Linked DNA regions of Zea mays: region 2 is linked to region 1. Evidence: chromatin contacts called from public Hi-C data. All regions are on one chromosome and are shown on one strand. Each heading gives the region's core, a stretch centred on a gene start, on an enhancer-like site or on the middle of the called end of the contact. The rest is flanking DNA. Distances are from core to core; before and after follow the strand shown.

What was found. Hi-C and Micro-C count contacts between places; a contact is called where the count stands out from the background.
Region 2: a contact with region 1 is called in a Hi-C map of ear, with 2.8 times the contacts expected there. The contact joins the promoter of LOC100274681 here to the promoter of LOC103642249 in region 1. A contact is called at or near these places in 3 of 25 Hi-C or Micro-C datasets (ear, leaf and tassel).

Annotation. Positions count from the first base shown.
Region 1 is chr10:2,553,795-2,561,277 of Zm-B73-REFERENCE-NAM-5.0, reverse strand. It overlaps LOC103642249 (ankyrin-2), which reads right to left and starts at 3,597. Exons shown (of 11, transcript XM_008665563.3): 1 at 3,513-3,597; 2 at 3,178-3,363; 3 at 2,538-2,672; 4 at 1,328-1,467; 5 at 1,000-1,086; 6 at 741-866; 7 at 91-240. The coding sequence starts at 3,597. LOC103640693 (protein LURP-one-related 5) reads right to left here and starts at 7,039. Exons shown (of 2, transcript XM_008664174.2): 1 at 6,613-7,039; 2 at 5,564-6,260. The coding sequence starts at 6,901. The coding sequence ends at 5,782.
Region 2 is chr10:2,698,107-2,705,589 of Zm-B73-REFERENCE-NAM-5.0, reverse strand. LOC100274681 reads right to left here and starts at 4,360. Exons shown (of 8, transcript XM_035963291.1): 1 at 1-4,360. The coding sequence starts at 1,187.

The sequences.
Region 1 (7,483 bases), core at 2,348-4,847:
CAAAGAAACTGCAGAATAGGAAACCCTCATGTGAAGAATTTTTCTATCATGGCATAACCGTTAAAGCAACAATTTAGGTTTAGCCAGTACCTCATCTGTTGACAACGACTTGACATAGGCAATTAGCCAATCAACACTCCAGTCATGCACAGACGGAATACGAGATGTTACGGGCAAAAGTATCTCAACATCTTTTCTTCTATTTTTAAAGGCTGCAATTTCTATTGGCAGGAGTCCAGACTGTTGCAAATGACACAAATGTATATTACTTGAAAAGCAGTGCAAATAGGAATACCGTATAAACCATTAGCAAAGGATGATATGAAAATTAAATATAAAACACAACATATATACGGTTCAAGCATGTGGACAAACTGCTAAATAATATGTCAAATTTACTAAAAAAACTAAACAATAACAAAGCATGTTAACCAAACTAGCATTAGCTACTGATGATGAATCCAACATTAAACACATGCTTATAATCCAAGATACCAATGAGACAAGAGCATAACATTATTTTCCTGTAATAAAGTAAGTGTAAACCGGAGCAGTCATTGTATTGATTTAATGTAACAGCTAGCTAATATTCAATCATTTACACAATTAGTAGGTCTTGAGCCAATAACAATATAAAAACAGAAATTACTTCTTGAGCTAACTTGCTACTATGTATATCTAGAACAGACATAAAATCAATGCACATGTCTTCATGTAATCTAATAAGAACTAAAACTTACATCATCAGGAACATTAGGATCAGCTCCAGCCTCCAGTAAACATTCATAAAAATCTGTTAAGCCCTCATTTGCAGCAAGTATTAACGGGGTACACTTATGAACCCCCTTCATCACATCAGCACCAGCCTGATACAAAAAATGTCACATATGCCAATGCAAGTGTTTATTTGCACAAACACAATAGTCTTGATAGACATTAGTGTTTCATTCCCAAGAAGCATTCCATCTAGTCCGAATCAACAAAGGAAATGTTTGTTACCTTAATCAGATGCTTGACACAGCTCAGTGAGCGAGCTTTGAGAGCAGTGAACAAAGGAGTAAACATGGGGGGAACTTCTTTGTTGCACTGTTAATAGATTTATAAATATTAGTCGGAAGGTTTACAGAAAAGTTGCAAGCAACAAATTAAAAAAATATTTTACTGCTGAAAATCTATTATAAGAGCATCGTGATGAAAGATTTGCATTTTACTTCTAAAAAACTATTATAAAAGTATCATTTTATTAGTATGGGTTGATACAAGCATATAAAGTTTAATTCTACAAAACCTACAGAACCCCAAAAACATCAAATGAAAAGAAACTTACATCTGCATTGTTATCTAATAAAATCTTCATAACAGCACCTTGATTTTCCATTGCAGCAACGTGCAATGGTGTCCCGCAGCAAGACAAAATATTAACATCAGCTCCTTTTGAGAGCAAAAGTTCTACCATTACACATATTCCTGTATTCAATATTTATATAAACAAATGTTAAGGATTAATCTTTCGAAAATCTTAACTATCAAACCACCTACATATATAATCAACATAATTGTGCAAATGTTTCAAATGCTACTGGATCCAATATTTATTAGTTTCATTACACAGATTATTAGAAAAAATCATTAATATTTATTAGTCACATGAATAATTATATAACCACATACTACCTCCGGTTTCCTATTAGTTGTCGTTTTGGATAAGGTTCGAGTCAAACTTATAAAATTTTGACTACAAATAACTATTTTGTTATTTAGTTTTGGAGCCTAATGTTTATATGCACCAATTTGTCATAAAAAGTACTTTTATAAAAGTATAAATGTATTAAGAGTTCATTTGTATTTTAACAAAACATATTAGTCAAAGTTATATTTTGGAGACCGTGTCGTTGTCCTAAACGACAACTAATAGGAAACCGGAGGGAGTAAGGTATAGCTGAAAAGGTGTTTTATTCTTTTGCCATGTCGATATTTAGAGTGTCAACCAAACTATTGAACATTGGCTATAACCAATATTTTTTGTACCACAAAGTGACACATTATATTTCTTCTATAACAATCTGTGAAAAAATGTAAGTAACTTGTATTGATATAATATCATACAAATTTTATCATATTTTTAGTAACATTAAACAATTCAACTTTGAGCAAAAATGAAGAAAATGTTTGCTATTTATTTGTGGAAATCTCTCTCCATTAAAAAAAATTGGTACCAAAATTAAACTACTCCTGAGTTAATAACATAAACATTAGGCATTCTCTGCTTTAATATCTTCAGCATCTTACTCATCAACATCTATTAGACTATCTCCAGCAACGTACTTACTCATCCACATCTCCTATTTTAAACTTATGCATAAATCTGTTGGCCGTAGCTTATAGATATCCAGCAGTTGTTGCAGCACACTTGGTGAGCCTTCTAAAAGCAGTTAATTAATATTGAATATATACAACAGTTTATATATGTAATGACATAATCACATGTAATACATAAAAACAATGAGATGTGATGCATGCAAGGTATATGGTCGTACCTTTTCCAACTGCGATAGTTAGTGGGGTACACCCATGATGCACACGTTTATTTGGATCAGCATCATGATCAAGAAGATACCTCACAGCATCCACATTTTTTTTGGAACGAACTGCAACAGAGAGAGGTGTATCACCTACTCAAAATAATCAAAAGTAAAGTAAAAAAATCAATCTTCTTATAAAAGAATAAACATCCGCAGCGATTGATTTCTCTATGACGACATGCTTCGTAGATAAATAAAATATAAATCTAAAGACTCCAAATAACAATAGATTGTTGAGGGATCAATTCAATGACAACAATTGAGTATAAACGTTTAATTAATGCTAAAAAGTATCACCCACGGAAAAAATATCACGTTGCATTGCATATACATTCTTCATTTTAGATGATGGAAAAAAAACATTGTTCCAGCCTTTTCCCCTCACATGTAGGGTACGGCGAAAAATTTACATCACCTCTCTAAAAAAGAACCACTTCACTAAAGAAGACAGAACAAAACGACTAAGAGAGACAAAATAGACCAGATAGCGTCTAAATGATCCTATTCGGGAATCTCGAGAGCTAAAGTGAGCATAAATCTGAAATAGCAAGGCAGCATTTGTAGAGTCCAGACGCAAGATCGAGTAGTGTGACACCTGACCCGACGGCAGTAGCGTTCACGTCCATCTCAAGCTCCTCGACTAGGTAAGCACAGACCCGTGTGCTCCCGTTTGCGGCGGCGACGTGCAGGGCTCCGAGAGCGGCGGCGGCGCTGATCATGGCGGCGGTCTCCACCGCCTCCCTGATGCGGCCCTTCCCGCCGTCAAGCGCTCTCGCAGACCCTGAAAGGCACGATCGAGCAAATTGGATCGGACAATAAATAAAAGAAACAGACTAATAATTCACCTAGCGCTAGCGCCCTTTTAGTTCCTTCATCCGTTCGCTGAGCACAAAACTGAAAGAACACGGCCGACAGGGCACGAATTCGTACTCTTGAAGCCGCGGAGGTCGTCATTGGCCGCCGCCAGCAGGAGCCGCCGGTCCAGCCTACCGCCGCAGAAGTGGGGCGGCGCCATGGCTGGCTGCTATGTTTGTTGGAGAGCGAGGCAGGTTGGTGTGGTAGAGATTTGGAGAAGCTAGCGCCTAGCGGTATGTATACTGTATACTATTCACTCAGTTGGTGGAAGTGGTAGAGGCGCGCAGGAAGGCAAGCGGATCGGATTGGCTGTCGTTTCGGTTCAATTTCATTTGCATTATATTCTATTCATTCAATTTCAATTGCATCGTTTCCCTCCCCGACGCCGGCCTGTCTGTTCAACTCCTCCCCGGTCCGCATGCATGCAATAAATACGTCCCAAGTTCCAAATTGAGAGGAGTATCGCTCTTTTTGCCTAGCTCCATTTAGAGCAACTCCAAAAAAAAAACCTAAAATGTTTCAAAGAAAAGATGTTATCGGAATAGGGCTAGGGCCTCCTTTAGAACAAATGAAAAGTAGTGGGATTTTAGAGGATTGGAATCATATAGGAAATTTTCCTATATAGCCTTTTAGAATAAAGGATTAAGTTCCTACAAATTCTATAAAATCCCTATAAAATTATTCATTGTAGTAAAATTTTGGAGGATTTATAACAAGAGGTCCAACCTCGAAAAACGTTCCTTTGTGTGTATCTCTCTCCTCTAACTCATTTGTTCTTTATACGCTGCATCTAAACACTCTATTTGATGTTTTCAAGTATTTTTAATTCTTGTATGATTGTAGTTGTAGTACAACTCCATTCCTACGTTTTTTTTTTTCTATTCCTGCATTTTATCAATCATGCATTTCAAAGGGGCCTAAAATTTTTTAGGGGTGAAATATTGTGTCTACTCCAACAGTCAAAACTGAAAAACCAAAAAACTGGACTCAAATTTAAAATAAAACGCCCTCCTGGCAGCCCACTTTGCACATGTATATGGGCCCTTCGCAATATTTGGAAATGTAGGCCTTCGTAACCTCCAAACAGCTTCCTGGTTGATGTCTCCATCGAAACAAGTCTATGTGCGAGAAACAAAAACGCCAGCGCGTGTGGAGCCATCAATCATGCAAAAATATACGGGAGCGAAGGAGGTAGATGAGGGATACGAAATTTTGGAGAGGAGAATAGGGGAGCTGTTTGGAGCAAAGAAGATCACTATTCTCTACTAATATTTGTTTTGAGATTGGTTTACGGATTCTTTTGGACCTCCTCTTAACAGATATCCGTAAGCGCAAAATGGGCCTCCAAAACTCGGCTGCTCCCGGGTGGGTAACACGCGTACCCATGTTCCCTCCCTTCCATGATTCTTGCTCGCTTCGTTACTGTAGTCGCAATTCACTGCACCATAGCATTTAGCTTGGCAGTTGCTTGAACTGGAAGATTCCAGCTTTCTCTCGGAAATATGGTTGACGGAAATTAGATTCATCTAAAATTGAGTCCCAGAATGCTAAGTAAAACTTGTGTATTCAGAATCATGCCCTTTTCTTAGAATTACATGATCTAGTATAGTAGTTAGTTTCTTAGCGCTGAGCTGACTGTTTGCTAGAAATAAGGCTTGCTACCTGTTCTTCATTGTCGCAGTTCATTTATGATTGCGCACTGACATTTCTGTCTTTAATTGTTGTTGTATTATCCTGTGGAGAAGAGGTTATGGCCCATTGGTCACAACTGATGTGTGATGTAAGAATGTACAGAGGGCACTGGCCTTGCTTTGTCTTGAATGTTAGCACTTGGGCTTGCTTTACGCATACGTGAGCACTGTAACTGGATAGATCTTCAACACCCCCTACTTTTACCGATGTGTGTCTCGGATTAGGAACTTGAACGTTGTTTTATTGGGTTGGATGCCCCTCGCTGGAGGCCACTGTCTCTGTTGGCATGTCCTGAGCTGAATTACTCATGACACATGAATTGTGGTCTGGCACCATCTCCTGCAGTCGCCATCAGAAGACATTTCCGCTGGATTAGGTCACCTGCAACAAACAATCTGCTTGCCCTGGCCTACTTGACATGCGCAAACAAGTGGTTGCTTTTGTGGTCCGGTGGGACTCCAGATTAGTATTGCTAATTCTGTCTGTCCTTTTCTTATTAGATGCTGCTGATCAGGAGATGCAGCACTGACAAAAGTAGTAGTTGTCTTCAGGTATCCCGTATCCTCATTCCCCCACACCACTAGCTAGGAGAGGTGCTAGCAATTAGCAAATGCAATGTCAAAATCAGAACACTTATACACGTTTCTCATTACTACTCGCACTGCGAAGGGCACACCATGGGCGTGTACGGCCTGCGACAGATCCTGTCCATGACGACGACGATGGCCATGACGGTGGCCACGTCGACGCCCGGCCGGACCACGAGGCTGAACACGTCGTCGTCCCCGAGCGTGGCCACCGGCCTGGACGCCACGCCGGCGCTCTTCCTCGTTATCCGCGCCGCCTCCCTGCCATCGCTGCCGCGCCGGATCTTGCAGCTTCGCCTCGAGAAGGAGCCCTCCACCCGGTAGCCGGGAGCGGCGGCCTGCGGGTTGTGCTTGTTGCAGCTGAGACTGAGAGAGGAGGACGAGGACGACGCAGCAGCAGCGGATCCCGGTCTTGAGGCTGACATGTGCACCTCCGCGTTGTCGCTGCTGCTACGCAGAGCTGAGCACCTGCTCATCGTGAACACCTGCTGCTGCGCCGAAGACGCGGGAGGCGCCTTCTTGTCGACCACGGCGTCTTCCGTTGCTGTGTAGCAGTTCCAACGGTCGTGCAGACTGAGAAGCTGTTATTACACAATACACACCATTTTTTTTCACCCTCGTTATTAGCTAGCTGCAAAAGGTTGTGTTAATTTGTTTTTTTTTAGTCAATCTCTTCTCTCATTCTCTCTCTCTTTATTTCAGCACTTGGTGCAAGTTAAATCTTCTCACGCACGACTCAGGAAATTAAAACTAGTTCATTCGTTCGACAAATAATATAGCTGTCATTTTAGGGGGCTTAAAGTGACAGGCATTCATTTTCTGAGAAAGTGAAAAGTTGGGGTAGCGTGATCTCGTCGTCTCAGTAATGGAACGTAGTAAATGAGCGTAGTATTTACGTATAACCTGTGGCCTGAGGGAGAGGAGAGGCGTGCCTTGGCCGTCCATGAGCAGCAGGTCGCCGGCGCAGAGCTTGCGGCGGCGGGAGTAGTTGTCGACGCGGAACGCGAGCCTGCCGGCGTCGTCGTAGACGCAGAAGCCGTCGGTGCCCTGGAAGCCCATGCTGGACCTCTTCCACACCGTGTACACCGCCGGCGGCCGGCGTTCCCGTTCAGCAGCAGCAGCCCGACGACGACGATGGGCACGGCCGGCAGCGTCCGAAGACGAAGGGTGTATCCGTGTACTCATGGTAGGAGCTGAGGATGATGGATGCAGAGGAAAAGGAAGAGGAAGAGAAGGTGTGGTGGTGGTGGTGCGAGAGTATATAGGATTGACGTGAGGGAGCAGGCAGGCAGTTAGGCAAGGCTACCAGTGTGTGTGTCTGCGAACGAAGCGAGTCGCCATCCGTACGTGGCTTTCAGGATTTATTTCCATGGCGTTGGCGTACGTATACGGATGCTTGTTGAAATGAATGAACCCTGGATATGGCGATCCTTCCTCCCCACCCCGCCTGATGGCTGACGCCGCCGGTGCAACACATCAAGACAGTCGTCGGAGTACTCATTCTACACATAGATTTTTAATTTTTAGTGTACTCATTCTACACATAGAAAAGAGATTTAATTTTAAGTGTACTCATTCTACATATAGATTTTTAAGAAAACCGTGACGGTTTTCTTAAAAAACTGTCACTAGAAATCATTTTTATCCTAAATTTTTTAAGTTCTTCAAATAATCGCGTATAGAAAAACCACCAATATAAAAGTTATAGGTCTCTAAAAGTTATGAAACCGTATAGTTGACAACTTTTTTGTTTGAAATTATTTTGGC
Region 2 (7,483 bases), core at 3,111-5,610, 140 kb before region 1:
TTCCAGAACTCATCAGGATCCAAACCGTGAAGGTCAACTGGGTTAGTTTCTTTTTTCACCAAATCTGCAATTTTCTGGAATCGGGTTGTGACAAGAATCATGTTGCCAGTGGTATCATTCTTTTTGAATGGAGCTACTAGTTTCTCCCACTCCTCATTATTGCTGCATTCCCATATGTCATCCAAGACAATCAGAAACCTTTTGGATTTCAACCTCTCTGCGATGGATTTCTGAAGCAGGTCAAAGTTGGTTGTGTCATTTGCTATTTTATCTCCTGCATTTTCAGTTGCGGGTAGGCAGCTCAGGATCTCTTTGGTGAGCCTAAGCACATCAAAATTAGTCGATACACATATCCAGACCCTAACAGTGAAATGTTTTTCAAACTCTGTGTGATTGTATAGGTGCTGGGTGAAGGTAGTCTTCCCAATGCCCCCTAGGCCAAATATAGGAAGAACGGACAAGGTTTTGCCACTATCTTTGGCTATGATAATATCCTCTATAGTTTTCTGAAAGATGGCGTCCCTCCCAAACAACTTGTCTTGTGTGATTTGAGAGCTTGTCGGGGACCTTTTAGTGGAGGAGCTACTGTCTTGAGGGTTACTAGTGTCTGACACTATCTTGAGCAAGTCAGAGACAGGAGTAGAGTTGGATTGCAGCTCCTCTATGAGGAGCTTGATTTTGTTGGACATAGCCACTCGATTAAATGACAACTTTCCAACATGGCCACCGTCACCAGACATGGCATCGGTAGCAGCAGCATCGTCTCGGGGTCGGGGACAGCAGCCAGAGAAGCATGAGAGCCAGTTACCAGCAGTGTGGCGAGCAGCATGGCGGGCATGGTGAGCTTGGGCTGCGAGGCCACCGCCCAACTCCGGTGCGGCGTCTCGAGTCCCGTCGTGTTTGTCCTGGATCATGAAGTAGTGAAGCTCGTCCACAGCATCCTCAGCCTCGTCGGCCTTCTTGCCGAGAGTCTCGAGCTGCTCCAGCAGGTTGGGGTTCCCGGCGACGACGTCGTCCCTCCCCTTGGCCACGTCCAGCAGCGCTCTAGCGTACCGCATCTTCTCTTTGATCATGTTAAGGTTGGTGCCGAGCTCGGCGCTGGACACGTAGGATTTCATCCAGTCGTCGGGGAGATTATTGAGAACATGGCCAAGGAGAGACTTGGCCGTTCCCAGAGCCACCTCCATCTTCTGCTCCGGCCGAGATGGAAGTCGAAAGAACAGTGTGCGTGTGCTGCTGGCTGGATGTTGCCCAGCGCCGAGGACCGACGTATGCTTATATGGCGTTCTGGTAATTGATTGGTCCTGATGCGATGCCAAAGTCGACAGCTTTATTAATTTCCCACCGAAAGTTGTCGACGGTCCTGATGAGGTGCCAAAGTCGACAGCTTTATTAATTTCCCACCGCAAGTTGTCGACGGTCTCATGCCATGCCAAAGTCGACAGCTTTATTTCCCACCGCAAGTTGTCGACATCTTTAATAAAGAGTGTCTATATTAAATTTTATGTTTTTATCTTTATTTACCTTTTAAAATAATAGACCTAATAGATACTCCATATTCTATATTTATTCTATATTTAGTTACAGCAAAGTTATTAATTACCATTTAAGGGGGCAAATACATGTATATGTTCATATCTGTATTTTTTTTGGCATCTATGTATATTTTAAATATGCCTTATTACTTCTCAAGTTCTCATGTGCAACATATGTGTCAGATATTGCATGCTATTAATAGGCTAGGATGCTGGATAACAATTAGGCCCTGTTTCAATCTCGCGAGATAAACTTTAGCAGCTTTTTTTTAGCTACTTTTAGCCATTTGTAATCTAAACAGGAGAGCTAATGGTGGTAATTGAAACTAAACTTTAGCACTTCAATTTATATAGCTAAAGTTTAGCAGGAAGCTAAAGTTTATCCCGTGAGATTGAAACGGGGCCTTAGGGTGGTAATAGATCAGATACAAATGTCTCTACACAAAAGTTAGAGCTTTTAAATAATTTTAGTTCAATATTAAATAGGAATAGAGCTCGATCCTAATCCGATTTGATCCTTAAAATTTATAATGTAAAATCTAGAGCAAATTATTACCTCTAATAATAATCTGTCAGGATACTAGAGGTACTCGAGGGAAGATTGTTAGAGAAGTGGAGTGTGATCTCTCGTACCGCTGAGTATGTCTACTAAGTTCAAATAATATGCTAATTTTTTTAATAGAGGTTTGAGATGTTGAGCGCGTAACACTTTGTGTCCTCTTGGTTATGTTGGAGCATCTCCAACAAAGATGCTAAATTAAGTTCTATTTTTAATATAATGCTCAAGATCAAAAACTAGTTTTTAAGAGAGGTTCTATTTTATAAAATTTGGTTAAACTAATATAGGGTCTTATTTTATAAAATTTACTGTCTGCCTTCACGTGATATTTCATCGCTGGTGCGTCTCCCTCTCCAATCGTCTGAACAAATCTCTCCTCAATTAACGTGATTATAGGACTCGTTGTTGGAGTAAAGAAATTTTGTTGGGTCCCATATCACTTAAATCAAGTCTTATTTTGATTTTTAGGACCCAATTGTAGAACTCTCGTTTGAAGATGTTCTTACATTATTGTAATTATTGTATGAAAAATGTGCATACAAGATTACAAACCCTAAGTTTAAGGGAGAAAAAGAGACTACCTCTTTGAAAAAAAATTATAAATTTTAATGTGTTTTTATTTGGTGGCTTGGTCCTTAGGTTGTCTTTAGTTAATAGTGTATATGGTCGTGCAAAACACTATTTTGCACTGCAGATTATACTGTTCTGTTCATAGTGTGAAGTTTAAAGTACAAGATAGGATAGGAGATAAGATGGGTAAGCTGTTGTAGACAACCTTAGAACAACTCCAAAAAAAAATTAACCAAATTTACTGATGAATAGCTAGTCTAACAGACTCTATAAACCAACAGGACGAATGGAGCAGACTATCCAAAAATATAGAGCGAAGGGATGAAAAACTTCTAAATTTGAAGAGTAATTTGTAGAGTTTATTGGGGATATTTTTTTTATATATAATAGCTAAAATTAGCTTAATAAAATTATCTAACTAGTTTTTTAGAATCTCTACTCCTTTAAAGCATCAGTTTCGTCGTCATGCACCACATGTGAAGCGTGTAGATATATTCCTTTCTCTGTTTATCGTCTAACAATGGCCTAATGGACTATTACACCATAGATAGGAGTATGGGACGTTACACCAGATATGCCTTGTGAGAAAGCATCAAAGCTCAACATGACAAAAGCAACACGCAACGCAGACAGTACCACTTCGCTAGATGAAGGAGCTCGAACGATCGAGCGAACTCTGAAAAATGGGATGATGTGCTTCTTTTCAACTCATATATTTCTCGGTCTTTTGAATAAAATAAAATATAATATTTATTCTTATTAATTTAATATCTAATATATGAACCATATGTTGACTTTAACATTAAATTTATTTTTTATAGTTAATAAGTATAATTATATATCATCGTATAGACATTGCTCTTAAAGCAAGCTTTATTTCCCACCGCGGGTTGTCCAGGTACATGCCATGTGTGCTGATATAGAAGACATTTATGCGAGGGACCAGATTCCATATGTCGTGAGCAGTATGCCAGTACCACATAAATAGACAGCTTATCAGACATTGCTAGTCCAACCGTCCGATTTTTTTGTATTTTAATCTTTTTTTGAAAAATATTCACGTTTAGACTCTTAAATGACTTAATCTCATTTTTAATCCTTTAGTCGGCGCTGTAAGCTGTGGCGCCGAGGTAACACGGCTTAACGCTACATATATTAGCGCCGAGGTGTGTGTTCCACTAGCGAGAGAAGCTCATATGGCGCTGACGTGGCCGAGCTCAGCGCCATGAATTATGGGGCCGAGCTCCCCTCTACCACCGCGTCCGATGGATTGGATGGATTGGTTGTGTAGTTTCTCTCTCTCTCTCGGTGTTTTGGTTATCAGCAAAAAAATGGGTATCACTAGTAGTGGCCCTTTTCGCCTGCATGCATGATGCAGCCGGGCATGCTTGAATGAATCATGTGCTTCCAAGTTTCATCTGGAGAGAGAAGAAAAAAAAAGCGTGTGCTTGCAACAACAATTCCAAAGCCTCATACCTGATTACAAAAGAAATAGCCTAAGAGAGAGGGAAAAAAAGAATATGATAGTAGGAAAGGGTCCCGTTTTACACACTGTATATAAAAATATCGATATTTATACTAGTTAGTATCAATAAAAAATCCCTAACTACATATTATATTTAATTTAGTTACAAATGTAACACTATTGATGTTTTTATAAATCTGATTAAATATAAAAAGCTTCAACGATACGTTTCTCTCTCTGTTTTTTTTTTCATAGAGCAGGAGGCTTCACAAATCACAACCCATACGGGACTGCTCTAATAGGGTGTTTGGTTACCCCAAACTAAAATTTAGCCCATGTCTCATCGAATGTTTGAACCTTCGTTCCGGGTATTAAATGTAGTCGGATTATAAAACTAATTTGTCAGCCGAAGATTAAAAGTCGAGACGAATCTAGTCCAGTTGGTTGGGTCTATATTTCATACTCCTATTTAAAAATCAAACGCTTGATGTGACCCGGTCTAAACTTTAGCAGGAGTAACCAAACACCCCCTAAGTTGGCAGAAAAGGGACCTGTGTGTGTGTGGGTGGGGTGGGGGGGGGTTGGTGATGGCGTGATGGTCATCTGCTCACTGACACCAACAGTTGTCCCGACGAGACCATGAATGATGTGCCTCGACAATGATGATGTGCCTTGACCCGTCATCCAAGGGAAACACTGTGTCTTAAAAGTGAATACTCATTTTGTGCTACGCCCAACGAAAACAACTAGAGAGACAAACCAGCCAACCCCGAGCTCGGCCATAGCGTCGTGCCATGCTCTCTCACCAGCGGAGCACGTATCTCGATGCCGTAAACTGTGGCACCGAGCCAACCGCACGGTAGGAGACTCGAGCTCGGTGTCATGAATCATGGCGCCGGGCTCGGCCACGTCAGCGTCGTATCATGCTCTCTCGCCAGCGGAGCACGTATCTCGGCGCCAAGATCTGTGGCGCCGAGCCGTATTACCTCGGCGCCACAGTCTATGGTACCGAGCAAAGAGTCTACAAATGAGATTAAGTCATCGAATAGTCTAAACGTGAACATTTTTCAAAAAAAAGGTTAAAATACAAAAAAACGGTCCAACCGCATGGGTTATAATATAAGGTATTCTTTTTGAAAAGGTCTGATCTATACTTTATAAAATAAGACATAATATTAAAACTATCTTAATTATAAATATATAAATATTAGGTTTACTGTCACAACCGAATTTAAAAGATAAAGCCGGGTGCATCTCATATGTGCGCCAAGAAAGAACTTCACATATAATGACAGAATGTATAGAGATAAATGTCATAAATACCATAGATATACTTATTACATAGCGGAAGTCTTACAAAAATAAATAATAAATATAAAACGAACTAAATATTATTTTCCTGACGCCACAAAGCTGACTAGGAGACACCACCAACATCAAGTCGAACTCCTCGTTGTGTGGCTCCTCTTCGACCACCTGCTCTTCACCTGTGGGGGGGTATATATATCGCAAGAGTGAGCTCACAAAAGATCATAGCTCAACAAGTTGTGGGGAATAATGTGCATGAACTCACCAAAGGTGGGAGTTCATGTGAAGTGTAAGGCTGATCAACAAAATAAAGGTTGAAGCTGAGCATTGCTTTTATAAGTTGGTGAAATTTTATTAGCAGTTACTAAGTGTAAGTAAATACCAAACCATAGTGATAGTAAATCAAAGTAATAATAAATAATCTGAATGCGATGCAAATGACAAATTGAATTTAATTCCATAAATTAATCATGTGAGGGTCCGAGCCGCTCATGACCATGAGCACGGCTGATATACCAGTTTTACACTCTACAGAGGTTGCGTATCTTTACCAACAAGTCATGTTACCCATATGCCAAGGGGTCATGAATCCCATACACCTCTATCAAGGAAGCGAGGCAGGGTAACACTATAAGGTCTTTACAAAGTTCCACTAGCTTCAGAAAACCCGCAACAGTCTAGGATGCTCCAATGCAGGGACCCCTCGCCAGACCACCATCGCAGCAAAATCAACCCAAGGGCCTCCCCACACTGACCACTCCCCTACTGCCCTTGCCCCTATCGGGTAAGATAGTCCTCCACTAGCTTTCCTAGTTAGTCAGCCAAGGGCGTCCCATACCACCCTTGTGGTAGCACTGTTTTCCTAGGTGGTCACTCCATGTTCCAATTAACATAATGATCTTATCATGAACAGTAATAATAAAGAGATAATAAAAGTATGATCATGAATAATGTATATCTCCATACCCAAAACCACATAAAGCAATATCAAGTACTACCCAAAAAGTTCAGTGGAGTCAAGGTATAAAGATAGTCAAACTAGGGTAACCTAAAGGGTACCATCAAAATTAACCTATGCATATCATTATGATTAATAAGAATATGACTGTGTAAAAAGAAGTGATCAAGGGCACAGCTTGCCTTCAACGAGCTCCTGCTCAGCAGTCTCCACCTGCTAAACCCCAGGATCCTCTGTGGGTGGCTCGTCTACTCGCATCAATACAAACAAACAGGGTATAGCAGAAATTAAAATCACACCAAACATCAAAACAGAATGCATGATATTATTCTACGTTGTGTAACGAGATCGTAGGAATAAAAATCACTAGTTTTAGAGTTATGGATTTTAAGTTATGAATTTCTGAAGGTTTTATGTATTTGATACAAGATTAATTAAGAGATAAATTTTAATACATTTTTCATGTCAAAACAGAGACACTATGTGATAGATAATATTATTACAAAATTATAGGAACTGGAATGGATCAATTTGACTAAGTATGAATTTTATATGAATTAAATAAGGTATAGTAATTGTTTTTATATTAAAAAAAATTTCTAAATGATTCTATCGGTTTTATAACTGTCTGGATTGCGCGCATGATTTCAGAGAACAACAGGGGTCTCTGCGCAATGTTTCCTAGACTCAATCCACAGTAACTACAGACTGCAGGTTGTTTTCTGTAAACAATAAGGGTTCTTTTGCAAAATGGTCAGGCCGAAGGGGTATCAACGATTCCTGGTCGCTAGATCAAACTTGGACGGTCTGGATTAGGTCAGTCACTTTACTAAACATGTATGCTACGAGATCCCTCGGATCTCCAGTCAACGGTGTAGATTTTAAATGAAGAGGGTGAGAGCACCTAGAGGGGGGTGAATAGGTGATCCTGTAAAAACTTAAACTTATAGCCACAAAACTTGGTTAAGTGTTAGCACAATGGAATTAAGTGGCTAAGGACCGAGCTCTTGTGAAACACAATGGTCACAAAGAAAACAAGCACAAGAGACACAATGATTTATCCCATGGTTCGGCCAAGTATAACACTT